Regions from separate parts of the Mus musculus genome. Here all the other regions are linked to region 1. A link is a contact called in public HiChIP or PLAC-seq data. All regions are on one chromosome and are shown on one strand. The core of a region is the stretch at or near the end of the contact, and the rest is flanking DNA. Distances in the headings are between cores, read along the strand shown. Region 1 has its middle 19 kb from the start of D130051D11Rik. Region 2 overlaps Gramd4 (GRAM domain containing 4). Region 3 overlaps Celsr1 (cadherin, EGF LAG seven-pass G-type receptor 1).

Region 1 (3,578 bases), core at 716-3,215:
GTATTGAGGACTTGGTAGGGGGAAAAGATGTCTCTCATTAGTAATTCCGTGTGGCATGTTGAGATTACTATTTGGGATCTATGTTAGAGCAAATGGATTCTATTAGCTAAGTGGCTTCTCTTGCTTCTGCCGTTCCTTTTTAAAACCATGGCTGTGAGGAACCGTACAGTTACTGTTAGGCCTGTGACTGGGGCTCACACTGTTTCTACTGGATAGGGCTGGGCCAGGAGAGGGCCCCGGGATCCAGGAAGAAGACTTGACAACTGTTTTCTCTTAGGGAGACAGACTAGGACTCCCCCCCACCCCCCTGCCCAGAATGACTCCTCTCTTAGGATTCAGGGGAACCAGGCACTCATGGCCACACTGCCTCTTGCCTCAATGTGGCATTTTCCTGTATTGAGGATTGCAACTTATACCTTCAAATATTGGGGAACATGGGTGCACAGGAGCATGTACATATGCACACACACACACACAAACACACACACACACGGCCACCAGGCTCCTCTCCATGACCTGTCCTGCCAACCACCGGAGAAGCCAGATTCATAGAGGCTCCAGATGGTCCCCCAAAGTACCCCCTAGAACTAGACATCAGACCATCAGACCCAGGAAAGACAAGACTTGCTCTCTTATCCAATCTCTGTTGCCCTCCTGGGGCCCTTCCTGCATAACTATTAAAAAATTTTTTTTCTGTTTTATGGACGCACCGGAGATGGACATAACACAGGCTGGCCTCAATATTACACGTTCATTATTTCATATCCATTTTTTTTCTTTTAATTTTAGAAGGAGTTGAAATGAAAAAAAAAAAAAAAAAACGAGGGACCCAAGCCACCCTGGGAGCTCCTGACACTTGCAGCTGTAATCCCTATAGCTTGCCAGTCAGGTATCACTTTCCTCTGACCACCGTTCCCTAGAACTTATTCCCTTTCTCCCTAGATAGACAATGGGGGAGGCCCCCACCAGCCACCAGCAAGCATTCCAGAGGATTTTTAATACACACAAATCAGCCAGGAGAAACACCCAGTATCCCAGCGAGGGCCCAAGTCAGTGGGAACTGAGACCTCCGACTTTCCATCCGATTTCCAAGAGGAGCTGGTCAACACCTTCAACCCCAAGAGCAAAGCCCAGGCCTGGTAATAACAGGGCCAATGACTGGCACCCTGCCACCACCCATGATGCACCAGGCCTGTGCAGGAACCAGACAGTATGCCCCCCAAATCCACACCCTCAGCGGGTGCTCCAGACCCTGGCTCTGGAAGGGATGCTGAAGAAGCCTTTGGCTTCCCAGTATCTCACAGAAAAGGCATGTGGGTTCCCCACAACCCCGTTCCCATAGTGCCTCTGCCTAGTTCCCAGCAAACTTTGCTTGGGGAAGGCCTGGTTGATGCAGGAGATGGTTAAAATTCTGCATCCGTTTGCATCCGCCTCTAGAGGAAGCACTGCTTTTTTTTTTTTCACCCCCAGCAGGAGAAGGGGGGGGGGAGCTGAGAGCAGCAATTTGCAGGCCTTGGGATGTTTTTCTCCTTGACAGCCCTGGGCCCCGCCTGCCTAGCTTGGCCTTCTTGGGCTGGGCTAAGGCGGCTGGCCCTGCAGCGGAGGCTCCACTCCGTGGCTGCTGCTCCTCAAGAGGCCCCATGCACACGCATTCACGCTCCCCCCACACACACAGGCTGCAACCTCCGGCTTGGGGAGGGCAAGACACGCTGCATGCTGACGGCCTGGTACTGCCATGGTTCTTCCGCCAGCCAGCGTCTCCCATGAGGCCTGTTCCCAACCAGGTTGCACTGCCTGCCCACCCCCATGGCTCACCCTACTCCCATCCGGAGTGCCCTCACCTTCTGGGCCCCTGGCCCCTGGCCTCGGGTCCTGCTCGTGCCCGGGGCGCCCAGCCACGTCCTCCGTGCCTCTGCCGCTTGCCCCACCCTGCTGCCCGCGCTCTGAGGCGAGCCTGGCACTGTGCCAGGCTGCCTGGGAGCCCAGCCCGGGCAGGGCGAACTTTCCAGCGGAGTGTGTGTAGGGGGATGCTGGAGTGAAGCTGGTGCCAAGGGAGGGAGCGAGCCCCAGGTGCCCGGCGGCCAACCCCCCTCCAGCCCTCGCCACCCCCCACCCCCACCCCCAACATCCCACTCCCTGTCTCCTGAGTCCCATAAAGGCGCAGACAACACGAGTGATTTAGTCAAAACAGTCATGTGCAGGAGCCCGCAAACAAACAAAAGCCCTTATTTATTTATTTAGTTCACACACCCAGATAAGGAGCTGCCTTTGTGCACATAATTTCACAGAAAGAAGGCGAAGCCATGATGCTCCCCGCAGCCCAAGAGCCTGGACAGCAGGCCTGGCTTCATGAATAATTGCAGAGCCTCAGCCTGGGTATTTCCATATTTAAATTGGGCAGCAGCGTATGATTAATTAAGAAGGAAAAAGGCAAAAAGGAAGAAAAGCTGTGGGGGTGGGGAGCCGGACATTCTGGTCAGAGCTACGGTGCCAAGGTGCCCACGGCGGCTTAACTCCTCCCATGCCAGGCCCAGAGGGGGCACTGCTGCAGATGGTTTAAAGGGACCCTGCTGGTGCCCACACTGGCCACCTTCCTGTGTCCAGGGCCACCTGACTCCAGATGCTGCCCAGGAAGTTTCTCTGATATTCCAATATAGCTCACACACACACACACACACACACACACAAAATCTGCTATGTCCAAGATACCCAGTGGGACACTTCAGGCTGAGACAGCCTTCTCCGTGCACATCGCTGCAATGGGGCTCCGTTCACCGACCCCCAAAACACACACAGGTCCCTTCCAAACCCAGAAGCTGCTCCAGAGTCTGGCCGTGAGAGCAGGCAGCCTGGTTGCCAATGAGACAGGAGGCCTGTGGCCCTTCTGGATGGAGTCTAGGGCTGTGGGCTAAGTGAGAGAGGGAAGACTATATACCCAAAGGTCACAGCCCTGGGGTTGGGCCCAGCCATCACTGCAAGTCAGTCCTGACCTTGCCAGCTGTTTGACTTGAGGTAAGTTATCTGGCCTTCCTTAACCTCAGTTTGCACATCTGTAAAATGTGTGCCCCCTTAGGGTTGAGACAATATAGTATAGTTTCTGGCTGACCAAGAGGCCTTCTTGAGGTCTATGGGCATTAATTTTTGAGATGAGTGACAGTGGGGTCAGGGAAACCTCCAGCAGGAAGCTTGCCCCCCCCCAAAAAAAAAACAAGTTTGGAGGACCCAAACAGCAATCAGTTTGCTATGAAGTTGACCTGACTGCTATGGCCATGGACACCCATTGCCCTTGAGTATGTACAGATTGTCCTTGGGCAAGGGCCTCCTGGAGGGGTGGGAAGCTCTGGGGTGGTCTATCTACTACGTCCGTCCAGTTGCAGATAGGCAAATCTAGATATACAATGATCAGTTGCCCCAAAATAGGGTCACTAGATTTGAACTTGTGCCCCACCCCTACACCCTTGCTTGTAATCACGAAGTGGGTACGGTGGGCTGGTGCCTGTCCAGGAGGTAGAGAGGCAACCAGACGCCCCTCAAAGATGGACCAGCCCGCCCCTAATAGAATGCTCCTCAGAGCCAGC
Region 2 (3,578 bases), core at 776-3,275, 460 kb before region 1:
ACCTACCATGTTTTCCCCTGAGATAATAATAACAGACAAGGTAAAGGAGCCCCCTCCCCCAGACAGAGGCCCACAGAGGACTTTCTAGCCTCACGGCTCCCATGAGCATCACAAAACAAGAAGCCCTCCTCTGATGGGCATATTGGCCTTCCTGGGTACAGAGACCCCACCCCCACCTCAGCTGGTAGGGTTCTCCCCTCCCACTTCACTCTCTTATCACCTCCAATTATGTCCCCCAACACAGAAGCAGGACTCCCCATCAACCCACTGAGGCAGCCCAAGCAATGAATGCTTACATAGACTTCCTCAAAACCCAGTAGTTTTTTGAAAAAGGAACCAATGAACAGTCCATTGCCAGAGGCAACAGGTGTGCCATCCTATAATATGCTCACACAAGCCTTAGCTGCGCAGCAGAAAGACACCTGCTCTCCTGTGCCCTCAGTCTGAGGACAGAGACAGATACAAGCTCAGAGCCCTGTTTCCACACGGGGTTTCTTACAGGCTCAGTCAAGCGAGGAGGCCATCTGGGGCCTGTGTGTGTCTAAGTTACAAGTGAGGATTTAGGCAAAAGCCCTAGCCTAGCCCGTTAGACCACAGAGCCAATACTGCAGAGCTATGAAGCTATGTATCACATGCCACTAATGGTGTGGCACAGCTCCTAAGCCAGGGTTTTTACAAGGCCCAGTGCCAGCCATAACTGACTCTAGGCACTCAGCTGGCCTGGTTACACAGCAGGGATGGCCACAGAGCCCCTGTAGAAGGCCAGAGGGGTGGGGATGTCCACTGAAGATGAGTTGGTCCCCGAAACTAAGTCTCCAGGGTGTACCTCGAAAGAAAAGTTCGATATCACAATTTAGAAGCTCCATTCAAGGCTGCTGCTCACACGACACCCATGTTGTCACTGTGTTATTATTCATTTAAGCAGACCAGCAAACCAACTACGAGGAAGATAAGTGAGATGACTCAGGTGCACAGCAGCACCAGAGGGAGCCAAGACAGTCCCCGAGGGACAAGGTCTACCCCCTCCCTACCCACAAAGGAGCTGTTGAGGCAGCAAAATGAATGTGGTGGAGAGAAAGCCAGGGGGGATATTTCTGTGTCTAGGTATACCTTACATCTGCATAGGTCTGAGAATACTAGGTCACCTATGAGAGTGACCTTGGGGCACCTTAAGAAGAAAGAGATTCTGGTCCTTATACCCAAACCCCATTTGGAGACTGCCAGATAGCTCCAAAGCAAAGAGGCAAAAGGAACTCGAGAGCGGGAGCCCCTGAAGCCAGAGGGACCTGGTACAGCAAAGGATTCCTCACAGAACACACATGGCAGAAGCTGTGGGAGACTGGTACAGTTAGGCCACCTGCTCACCCACCTGCTCCAGGCTTTAGCTTCTCCAAGGTTCTGGAAGGTGAAGGGCAGGTAATTCATGGACCCTCGATCCCCAAGACACCCATTCCTCCCTCCTCAGTACGATGATTCAGGGGGCGCAGAGGAGATAATTCAGCCCACAGGCATGGTCTGCCCAGGCAGCGCAGCCTCCATGGCTCCCGGCCCACAGGGAAAGAAAACAACTTCAAAGCTATTTTTAAATTTGTAAAAGCAGATCTCTCAAGCAGGAATCCCTTTGGCACAAGATGCAACAGGCCTAGCCAGAGGGGGAGGGGGGCAGAATCAAATGATAAGCTTTAAATAAAATTTCTCCCCACCCAGCTAGAGCACATACACACACAGAAGCCACCGGGAGGGGAAAAGAAAGCTGTCCCCGGCCAGGCTGGGCTGCACAACTGGGCACCTGAACAGGTTTTTACCAGGCCAGTTTCCCTTCCTGTTATCCTTAAGGATCTTTCTAAAAGACAATGCCTTGCTCTCCCCAGTGTACTGAGTTCAGGGTATCTGTTCACCTTCATCCCTAGGGAAGGGCACGGTGTGATGCTCCTCCCTGGCCACTCCACTCAAAGGGTGCTGTCCCCTCCATGTCCCCCCACAGCCTGTGTGTGCTCTCCTAGGGCTCACTTATCGCCATGTTATCCACTGCTCTGCACAGAAGTGACATTTACAGCATGATGAACTGTCAACACCAGGCTGAATGCTCCTCACAATCAGGTAGCGGGCGGCCAAGTTCTGGACGTTCAGCATTCTAATATGACAGGCTGCGGCTTGGGCTTGGTATTCTGGGTTTAGGAAGTCAGTTATGGGATGAGGGCGGTGTCCTGAGATTTGTGTGCAAATAGATAGACAGACAGGAAGGAAGGAAGGAAGGAAGGAAGGAAGGAAGGAAGGAAGGAAGGAAGGGGGCAGGAAAAGAAAGAAGAAAAAGAAATGAGATTCCAGACAGAACTACTGCCCAGAATGGAGGGCTTTTCAGGCCCAACATGGCTCTTCAGTATGAGTCGGGGTCTAGATAAGAGCACTGGCTATTTCTCCAGAGGATCTAGGTTCAAGTCCCAGCAAACACATGGTGGCTCACAGCTGTCTATAACTCCAGTTTCAGGGATCCAGTGCCCTCTTCAGGCCTCATGGGCACCAGGCACACATGTGGTGCATGAATATATTATACATGTAGGCAAAATACCATATACACGCCTTTAATCCCAGCACATGGGAGGCAGAGGCAGGCAGATTTCTGAGTTCAAGGCCAGCCTGTTCTACACAGTGAGTTCCAGGACAGCCAGGGCTACACTGAGAAACCCTGTCTCCAAAAACAAAAAACAAAAAACAAAAAACAAACAAACAAACAAAAACAAAAACAAACCCATACATACTATTTTTCTCGGTGTCTGCTCTATCCACTCCCTATCTTCTGGACACGTCCCTCCAGCCATGCACCAGCAGCCATACTTTCTCAAAGCATCAAGCTCACAGCCAGACACCCGGTACCTGCTTAGTACGGGCAGGAGGGCAGGCAGGAACACCCTACCACCACCAAGGTGAAGTGAGCCCCAGAGATTCATATTCAATACACACTCTAGGGAGTAAAGATTGGTTAGGAGACACCCTGCCTGGGACCAAACACCAGATATAAAACAAAGGAGGATTACGGCTGGAGAATGTCTTTGGGTGGGGCCTAGTAAGACCCCCAAGGATGTGCAGAGAGGCATGCCTGGGAGCAGGGTAGCACTCCGACCATCTATCCACTCATACTAGTATCTATGTGCTCACCGCTGGCTGGTATAGCTAGCAATTTGCTGAGTCATCCAGCCACCCACCCAGATGTATACTGAGCCCCCTACAGCTGCCAGGCTCTGCGGCCATACAGATAGAGGCAGCAGCCGACTTCTCTCCCTCCCATAAGACCCAGTTGGTGTATGCCAACGTAGACAGGCGATTGCACTGCCCCCTCGGGTCTGTACAACACACTCCGCATACCACTGCACAGTGTCTCTGCTACAGGAGGCCTCCCACGGGGGACCACTGGGAGCAGCAGAGAGATGGCCACTGGCCCAATGCCTTCTCTCCCCGGTACAAACACAGGGCCTCCAACATTGCCACCCAGAAGCAGGGGATTGGATGATATCCTCTCATGGAACTGGGAGCTGATACTGTGCCTGTGGGGCAGGTTATGAGTCCACATGGAGGTCACA
Region 3 (3,578 bases), core at 279-2,778, 360 kb before region 1:
AAAGACATAATAGAGTTTGTGCTTGGGATGAACATGTTTCTTATCTCAGTGATGCACCCACGGCGATATGATTTGGGAATATCTGCCAGAATAAACTCTGGGACCAGCAGTGTGTGGTCCTAGCTGCCCAGCCCCCTACTGAGGTTCAGGTGAAGGCCAACAGTGGCTAGGCAGAGGCCTGGGAGTTTGTATCACTGTCTGGCCAGAGGATTGACTGGCAAAATAAAACAGTTCTCTGCCCATCTTGTGTGTCAGGAACCTGTCCTTGGACCTGCCCTCCTAGTATCATCCAGAGCAGCAGCTAAGTGGGCGCTATCTTGAAAGGCTACCGAAGTTGGGGAGGGTGGGGCTCAGGACAGAGCCAGCCGCCTGGGCAGATGTGGGGTTTAGAGTAGATGCCAGGAGGCTTGGAGTAGGTCTAGGGTGTCCACCCCCGAGTCTGAGGGCAGGATTGCTAGGGCGCAGGCAACACTCCCTGGGTGAGGGGGAGCCTCCGGGGTTTTCTTGCTGTAACATGCTGTGGGGGTGTGTGTGTGGGGGGAAGGGGATGACTCAGTGAGGTGGGTGAGGCAGGAAGTTCATTCAGAAACGCTTCTTCTTGCAAGGCTGAGGTATGAGCTGAGGCCCGGGATGCGGCTGATCTGAGCACAGACTCTCTTGCAGAGGTTTGGCTGACCTCTGACCTAGGGAGGATGGACCATGGAGTCAGTCTGTCCTGAGAAGGAGCTGGGAACGCCATTGTTTCTGTCTTCTGGCAGGCGCTGCCTGATGACATACAGATACTGTTGCGGTGACATTACACCGTGTCCCTTATCACACTGCCTCCCACCTCCACTGTGCTAGGTCAGGCTGCCTGGCAGCCAGAGAGGCACAGCCTTGGCCTCCCCAAAGGGTGGACCTTGGACCTAGCTCCTTATATGTTGGTGGCAGGTGGCTATGATAGAGGTGGGGGCTCACTAAAAGCAGTCAAAAAGCCCTGGCCTCAGGAGCCTTCAGTGTCCTTATCCTGAGCCCTTGGGGGACTCCCACCAGATGCCTGCCTATGCCTCTTGGGTCTGAGAGTGGGCACTGCAGACATTCACTCCCCAAACCAAGCTGCTCAGGGCCCATTGGGTAAAGAGAGACCTATGGTCCCGTTTGTGGGGTGATCTCAGCTGTCTTAGTCAGGGTTTCTATTCCTGCACAAACATCATGACCAAGAAGCAGTTGGGGAGGAAAGGGTTTATTCGGCTTACATTTCCATACTGCTGTTGATCACCAAAGGATGCAGGACTGGAATTCAAGCAGGTCAGAAAGCAGGAGCTGATGCAGAGGCCATGGAGGGATGTTCTTTATTGGCTTGCCTCCCCTGGCTTGCTCTCTTATAGAACCCAAGACAACCAGCCCAGAGATGGTCCCACCCACAAGGGGCCTTTCCCCTTTGATCACTAATTGAGAAAATGCCTTACAGTTGGATCTCTTGAAGGCGTCTCCCCAACTGAAGCTCCTTTCTCTGTGATAAGTCCAGCCTGTGTCTAGTTGACACCCCAAACCAGCCAGTACATCAGCCTTGCCATTTTCTCAGCCTGGAGCACTGCCAGAGGACTATAAACAAACATGGAGAGGAGTCAGCAGATTACGAGTTATAAACAATACTTCACAGCTTACATGGTCATTGTTATTCCAAGTGGGCGTCAGTGAGCTTCGGTTTATTGGGAAACTCTTTATGCAGATGAAGTTTGAATGCCCACGCGTGGTGTGTACCGTGGGTCTGGCCCCTCAGCAGGGCAGACAACGGCCCATGGGCAGTATCAAGTTGATCTTGCCTCTTGGAGATTGTTCACATTCTCCAGCCGTAGCTTGAGGGGTGCTGGCTTCCCCGACTTTGCTGTATGTGATTTCTGTTTCATCGGACACCTTGGGGGTCCTCAGGGGCCCTAGGTGAGGATGGATTTGAACCTGGGTTTTAAGTCTCCACGTAGAATCACAGATGCTTTTCTCCCCTTGGGTGTCTCCTAGGCAGAGGAGTAGCTGTTATTCCCTCTTATAGTCCCAGGCCCTGTTGCAGTACTGAATTCCAGATTCCTCTCGGGCTGCCTGGCCTGAATGCTATAATTCGGAGAGGCAGCTGTGGAGGGGACCTCAGACCTCAGTTTGGATGGTGCTTGAGGAGGTCACTCAGCACCACCCCCACCCCCTTTAAAGTTTATTTCTTTTTATTTTATGTGTATATGTGTTTGCCTGCATGTATGTATGTGCACCACGTGTGTGCAGTGCCCATAGAGGCCAGAAGAGGAGCTGCATTGGGGGGGGGGCTCGAGGCCTAGAGGGTGAGTCGATGTCCCTCCTGGAGTTAGCAGGATACAAGGAGAAAGTCACAAGTGACTGTCTTAACGTTTCCCGGCAGAGGACAGTCCTGTTTGCGCTGGGCTGAACAGTGAGCCGAGACCAGTGATTATCTGAGAATTGCTCTCAGAGATGGCATATGTTTTGTGCATGTCACCTCATCCTGGAGTCACTATACCTAGGGGGTTCCCCTGCTGCCGTTGATCCTCCATACCTGCTCTCAGTACCTCTCCCCATTAGGGCATTCCGCCTGAGGCCCCTTCAGGAGCCCTGAGGGAGCTGTGTAGTCAGTCTTCATACTTGCCCTGGGCTTCTTGTGGCCTGCCTTCCTGTGGTTCTCCATGCTGTAGGTGTTTAGCCCGAATTCCAGGGACAAGAAAGATAACAATAGTTTTATCAATAGCTTTATTGGTACAGGAGGAGAGGTTCGTTCACAGCGTGCTATTTGGGAGAGCTAAGATGCTGTGATAAACCGAATGGTTGCAGTTGGGATTTAAAAGCCTGGGGGTGGGGGTGGGGGTGAGTTAGTGGGGCGTGGCAGATGTTATGGGCTGCTGGGAAGCTAGCTGGATGCTCTGTACCACGCTGCTGGGTGGACTGCAGGTTCATTGGCCACTGCTTTGTCCCGTGACCCTCAGGAGCCTCCAGCTGCGCCTTTCCAACCGCTCATTGTCCTGTCCTGAACTGTATACTCCCAGGTGGAAACCTGACGGGAGATGCCGCTCAGGCATGAGGTGGAGAGGCCCAGCACTTCCTGTTTGTCATTTTTTAAAAAGGGATTTATTATGACCCTGCAAGTTGCTCTTTGTAATAAAAATAGTTCTGGTCTGCTCTGTTCGTAAAGATAAGCTTGCATGTGTTACAAAAACTCCACTGGGCACTCGAAAGCAGAAAACTGAAAGTTCCCCCACCAGGCTCCAGGGGCCCAGAGATGACTCTGTGGCTGTTGATCTGTTTTAAGCATCAGCTGTCCCAACTTTATAGGCTACATCCCTGCTCACATTGATGAAGGAGGCCTTCCTGGCTTCTAGTTCTAGGGTGAGTAGTAAACCAGGGGCATCTATAATGTTGGCAACTCCTCTGTGGCTCTGGAACTCAGTCAGCCTCCTCCAGGCCCTGGCAGCGACTGGGGTTGCTATGGTGATGGGTCTCTCTGAGCCCATGGGAGGCACCTTGGGGGACCCTCACATTGAGGAACCAGGTCCTTTGTGCAGAAACAATGGGGCCCTGAAGGGCTGTTTGTATATCAAGCT

What was found. HiChIP or PLAC-seq counts read pairs in DNA pulled down with a chosen protein or histone mark.
Region 2: a contact with region 1 is called in an H3K27ac HiChIP or PLAC-seq map of heart atrium, with 5 read pairs. The contact joins two enhancer-like sites. A contact is called at or near these places in 1 of 484 Hi-C or Micro-C datasets (the HL-1 cell line), 3 of 115 datasets of contacts at active chromatin or transcription factors (bone marrow-derived dendritic cells, heart atrium and memory CD8 T cells) and 1 of 9 other capture datasets (embryonic stem cells).
Region 3: a contact with region 1 is called in an HNF4G HiChIP or PLAC-seq map of pancreatic cancer cells. The contact joins two enhancer-like sites. A contact is called at or near these places in 2 of 115 datasets of contacts at active chromatin or transcription factors (memory CD8 T cells and pancreatic cancer cells).

The regions. Positions count from the first base shown.
Region 1 is chr15:85,651,923-85,655,500 of GRCm38.p6, reverse strand. No RefSeq gene overlaps it. Among named protein-coding and RNA genes, the nearest start is that of D130051D11Rik, 19 kb to the right of the region's middle. Within about 2 kb of position 1,965, at least 326 of the 459 cell types and tissues checked have an H3K27ac peak or open chromatin away from gene starts, as enhancers often do. A contact at or near this core is called in heart atrium, memory CD8 T cells and pancreatic cancer cells, where this site is marked.
Region 2 is chr15:86,107,893-86,111,470 of GRCm38.p6, reverse strand. All of the region lies in intron 3 of Gramd4 (GRAM domain containing 4), which reads right to left. Among named protein-coding and RNA genes, the nearest start is that of Gm15722, 18 kb to the right of the region's middle. Within about 2 kb of position 2,025, at least 51 of the 459 cell types and tissues checked have an H3K27ac peak or open chromatin away from gene starts, as enhancers often do. A contact at or near this core is called in heart atrium, where this site is marked.
Region 3 is chr15:86,013,216-86,016,793 of GRCm38.p6, reverse strand. The region is part of intron 1 of Celsr1 (cadherin, EGF LAG seven-pass G-type receptor 1); the gene reads left to right. Among named protein-coding and RNA genes, the nearest start is that of Celsr1, 19 kb to the left of the region's middle. Within about 2 kb of position 1,528, at least 76 of the 459 cell types and tissues checked have an H3K27ac peak or open chromatin away from gene starts, as enhancers often do. A contact at or near this core is called in memory CD8 T cells and pancreatic cancer cells, where this site is marked.